Linked DNA regions of Rattus norvegicus: region 2 is linked to region 1. A link is a contact called in public Hi-C data. All regions are on one chromosome and are shown on one strand. Each heading gives the region's core, a stretch centred on a gene start, on an enhancer-like site or on the middle of the called end of the contact. The rest is flanking DNA. Distances are from core to core; before and after follow the strand shown.

Evidence for each region. Hi-C and Micro-C count contacts between places; a contact is called where the count stands out from the background.
Region 2: a Hi-C map of kidney shows a contact between it and region 1, with 2.7 times the contacts expected there. The contact joins the enhancer-like site here to the promoter of Spry4 in region 1. A contact is called at or near these places in 3 of 12 Hi-C or Micro-C datasets (kidney and liver).

What each region holds. Positions count from the first base shown.
Region 1 is chr18:30,701,214-30,703,857 of GRCr8, forward strand. Spry4 (sprouty RTK signaling antagonist 4) reads right to left here and starts at 1,333. Exons shown (of 2, transcript NM_001106150.1): 1 at 1,083-1,333. It also overlaps a transcript of Arhgap26 not described here.
Region 2 is chr18:30,782,665-30,785,308 of GRCr8, forward strand. It overlaps a transcript of Arhgap26 not described here. Among named protein-coding and RNA genes, the nearest start is that of Spry4, 81 kb to the left of the region's middle. Within about 2 kb of position 1,342, at least 7 of the 93 cell types and tissues checked have an H3K27ac peak or open chromatin away from gene starts, as enhancers often do. A contact at or near this core is called in kidney and liver, where this site is marked.

The DNA.
Region 1 (2,644 bases), core at 83-2,582:
GTAAATGCTTTTTGATCGTCTGCTTGGAGAGAGAGTTGGGCACAGCCGTGGCCCCAGTGATGAAGCCAAGCTCCAGCTGCCGGGGTTGGCCAAGCCCGTCCTCCCCCTTACCCTCCTCAATGCCCCCGTGGCCCTGGCGACTCCGAATTTTTCAGAACATACCGTCTTTATCCTCTATTCTCGGTGTTGTCAAGTCTGGTACCAACAAGGAGGGAAAGTGGGCACCTTATCTCTCCTACGCACGCAACCTCTTCCTCCAGCTCCCACACGCCCGGCGTTATGTAAACGCACCTTCAGCCCCCACCACAGCCTTAGCGAGAGGCCCAGGGGCCCTGGGGCTTGGCAAAGATCGATGTCTGAGGATAGGGGGGCACCGGGTGGCTAAAGAGCCTCAGGCCCAGAAGGAGCGAAACAAGGCAGTTGTACAGCATAAAATGAGGCAGCCGAGCAAAGGTCAGACGGCCTGGAACCTCCTCGCCAAGGAGAGGGAGCAGAAAACCTCAGTCCTTGGCCGGCCCCACGCTGACCATCCAGTAGGAAAGCATAAGGATAGGAAACCTTGTCCACCACGGCTCGGAACCAAGAAAGAAAAAGCTACGTCGAGCATAGGCCGCTGAGGCGGGCTGGGAAGACCCACGAGAGAGCTGGCACCGTGGGCACGAAGCCCGGGGGTGGGCGAGTCGCCCAAACCTAGGGCGCCCCCCAGTCCCAAGCGGTCGCTCCAGAGCGAGCCCGGGGCTGCGGGTTCCAGCGCTCAAGGAGAGTGGTGGTAGAAGAGGCCAGGCCAGAGGCAAACTCCCCTGACACGCACAGGGCTTCCAGAGTCGCACAGGGCGCGGAAGCCGGGCTTGGCAATGCCCGGGGTCGAAAACGGCAGTGCCAGGCTGTGAACACCCCCAGCTCCGTGCCGGCCGGGCGCGCCTGGTAGCTGCGGTGTACCGCAAGGGACCCGAGGAGGCGCACGCCGAGGGAAGGGACACCAAAGGGGATCGAAATAGTGCACCATTGGCCCCAGCCCGAGGGGAGCCGCGTCACGGCATCGAGGGGGTACTTTTGGTTCCCCAAACCGGTTGTGGACTTACTTTGAGGAGCTGCAGAGTCACAAGCATCGCTCCACGTCTGTGTAAATCCCCGAACCAGAGTGGGTCAGTCGCCGTTGTACTCACAGACGCCAAGTCAGAGGAGCCGGTAAGGCTCTCTGAGTCCTGCAGCGCCAGCTCCGCGCTGTCAGCTCAGCTCGCTGCCTCGGCGGCGATGTTGCAACCCTTGCCTGGGAAAATGGCTTTTTTATGAATGGGAGGGCAGCGAGCTCCAGTGCGCACGCGCGCCGCTCGCGATTCTATGAATGGGTGGGCACAAGCGACCCCGTACGCGCATGCGCTAGGCTCCTTTTTTTATGAATGGGGGGCCGGAAAAGAGCTTAACCCGTGATTGCTGGGGCCGGCTGTTGCTCCTCCTGGGGCCGACGTTCTTTTACAAAGAGGGGTGGAGGTTGTTGTTCCTTTTTTTTTTTTCCTTTGTAATGAATGGAGGGCGGCGGCGACTGCAGCAGCTGGTTTAGCTGCGTGGGTTGTACCCTCCTCCCAGCCTGCGAGAGGAGGTAAAGGCCACCTTCACGCCACTGCGGGCTTGGGCAGGAACCGTCAGTGTGACTAGAGGGTGGGGGGCGCTGCGGCCTCCAGATCTTGGGCTCAGCGCAGGGTGGGGGAGGACACACCTCGATTTGCGTATCTCTTGTCACCTCAGGCGATGGGGAGGGGGAGCGAGAGGACCCCTACTGGGGAACCTTCTCTTTTCAAGATCTGTGGCGCCTGGGGACGTCGGGGGCAGGGACCTTCCAGCCGCGTTTGCCAAAAATTAAGAAAATGTCCTTTGTCTATTTCAAAGAAGGGCAGGGTGGGGGTTGCTGAGTGAATCTGGCTCCCTTTCTAAGTGCAGACCACTCCTCCTCCCATTTCTTGGGTGTGGACAGTATCTGGGCCGAGGCCTCTTCCGGCTCTAGTACCCCCCGGGGCGATTCTGTCCACTCAGCCAGAGGCCTGGCCCTCACCTCTCAGCGCCCCGCCTCTCCCCCCGCCCCAGTGTAATGTCCGCAATGCCCGGAGCTTCCGCCCGCTCTCTGCTGCCCTGGCTAGGTGCCCCCTTCACTACTCGCGTCCTAGTCTTCCAGTCTTTCCAGGCCTTTGTATTCCTGTGACCCTCTCCCCTTTGTTATAGAAGGCTGTTTCCCCTAATGCTCTCCCCACCTCGCTCGGCTAAAGGAATAGGGAGAATTGGCCAGGTGGATGGGTGGAGCAGGCCGCGGCAGGATGCTGCCCGGGTGGCCACGGTATTAAATAACAGGGCTCTTGAGCCACAGAGGGAATGGAAATGGCCGGAGAGCCTTTCTTTGCTGGGGGATAGGGCGGGGGTGGCAGCCCAAGCCGGTGAAAAGAAAAGCCCCTCTATTAGGCCTGACTCCTGTAGTCAGGCGCTCCAGCATCAGGCCCAGCGCCGTCCAGTAACCGGGAAGCCTGGGGTAGAGGTGGCTTTGATGCAGTTTAAGAGCTTGTTCTCAGTCTGAATCCCCGGCAAGATATCTCTTGCTGGTGTTTGGCCTTCATGGGTTATAAGACTTTTCCTCCTACGCCACCATAACACTGCG
Region 2 (2,644 bases), core at 92-2,591, 81 kb after region 1:
CCGCCCACTTTATCCAGTAACCATTTGCATCCAGTGTTTGTTTGTTTGAACTTGGAGCCTCAGGTACCACCTGTCAGGGCTCCCCACATCCCAGCACCAGATCCTTCTCAGCTTTCCCAACCATTTTCCCAGATCAATTCCCGTTGACACATTAATCTTCAGGCTGGTCCTTGTATGAGTCTAGCTTTTCTTTCTTATTTTATTATTTTACTTTACTGAGACAGTGTCTTTCTTTGTCCTGGAACTCACTCTGTAGACCAGGCTGGCCTTGAACTCACCGAGATCAGATCTGCCACTGCCTTATGAGTGCTGGGATTACAGGTGTGCTCCACTGTGTTTGGCATTCTTTATTTTCTTAAAAATGTATTCATTCATTTGTTTTCTATTTTTAAAATTATATTTACCTTTTAACTGATGCTTATATCAAGAAAAACTGCACACACTGGGCTGGGGATTGTAGTTCAGTGTGGCCCAGCAAGTTCAAGACTGTGTTTGATTTTCAGCACTGTAAGCAAGGGAAAGTATATATTTATGTGGTAATGAGAGATTTCCATACTCATATACCCTGTCCACTGTTTAAATCAGGCTAAGAATATCTTATTAAACAATTATCTCTGTCTATATTTGAAAGCATTCAAAATTCTTTCCCCTAGATTTTTAAAATTGATTAATTTATATTTAAAATTTTTATTAGACTTATTCTTTTCCTTTCTTTTTTTTCAGTTTTTTTTTTTTTTTGAGACAAAGTTCTATGTGTAATAGTCCTGGCTGTCCTGGAAGTTGCTTTCTAAACATGCTGATCTCAAATTCAACAGAGATCCGTCTGCCTCTGCCTCCCAAGTACCAGGATCCAAGGTGTGCTCCGCCAGGCCCAGCTAGATTTATTCATTTTACATACCCGTGTTTTGCTTACATACACACACACACACACACACACACACACACACACACACACACACATATGCACACCATGTGTGTGCTTGGTGCCTGCAGAGGTCAGGAGAGGGTGTCAGATCTTCTAGAACCTGATGAACCACCATGTGACCATCGGGAATTGAACCTGAAACCTCTGTAAGAGCAACAAACATACCTTACCCCTGAGCCATCTCTCCAGCCCCTCTGCCCTGCTCTAGCTCTTTAAAAGATGTGCATTCCTGTTCCCCTACTGGACCATGATGCACCAGAGCGCCTTACTATCTCTCACCATGACAGCCTCATTGTTGGCTTGAAGGAAGGGAGTCTGAATCAGGTTGGATTCTGCACTTCTGAACTCTGCCCTGCGCTGGGGCTGGGCTTTGCTCTTGGTGTTATTTCCCATTACGTGGTTTGGGAAGACGTTGCTAGAGGCCCAGTTAGAGGCTGTGGCGGTCAGATTAGCCAGCCATGCAGAACACAGCACGGTACTATTGAAGGAGGAAGTGCTAAAAAGCCAAACTACAGCCAGCGTATGCTTTTGGGGAAGGCTAGGCCAGAGAGGCTGCCAGTCACGCCCTTTGTCTCACAGTGTACCCAGGCTGTCCTTAAGCAATCCATCCTGCAGTTCTGTTTCCCATGGGCTGGGGTTACAGGTGGGCACCATCACACTCAGCTCTGGTTTAAAAAATAATGCTTTGAGACAGGGTCTCACTGTCTCTGACGGGCCTGGAACTTACCCTGTAGTCTAGGCTGGCCTGGGACTCATAGAAATCCACCTTCCCTTTCCTCCTGAGTGCTGGAATGAAAAGACTGAGAAAAAAATTTAAGGCTGTATTAGCACCTACTAGAAGTTAAAAAATATTTTATGTGCTAATGAGATAGCTCAGCCTGAGTGTGATCCCTGGGACCCACCATGGTGGAAGGAGAGAACAGGCTTAAGTTGTTCCCTGCATGAACACACACACACACACACACACACACACACACACACACACACACACACGCAGAGAAAGAATAAATGTCAATTTTAAAAATTAAAAATTTTAACAATTTTTGTAAACTGCTTTGATTAGCTGCATGTATATATACATACATATATTACAGTTCTTAAGTGACTCAGGAGATGGACGGAGGTTAGTAGGGCAGCTGAGAAAGGGGCTTTGTCCTGCACGTGGTTCCCGCAGGTGAGTTGGGGGTCCCTGAACTCTTAGCCACTTTTGTGTTCACAGCTGTGTGGGGGAGGGTGAGGATTAGCAGCGTAGGTGGACCATAATATTATGGTCTTGTTTTGTTTTTGTTTTTTTAAACTCAGCACCATCTGCTTCAGGATCTTCACAGGCTCAGAGCTCTCCCCGCAAGTCCTTCCTCCCAAGTAGGTATCCATATCTAGATGCCTAAATTCACTCTGCACAATTGACAGATGTGCAGTATAGAAAACACAACCAGTCAGCTACCAGCTCAGTCTGTAGTCGTTTCTATCACCCGGGCATAGCAAAGAACCTGGGATACTGGCCAGGCAAATACCCTGATTTAAAAAGACTTGGCTGCACGTCTGTCAGACAAAGGCACGCAAAGAGTTTGGTAGGGGAGGAACTCTAAAAGTTAGTGACAGTTGGTAGGGGTGAGGATACAGTGACAGAGACCCATGCCTGTGTGAAGGCTGCCTATGTGAAGCTCCATAGGAAGCTGAGTTTCCTTTGTCATGGCTCTGCCTTGAGAATCAGCGCAG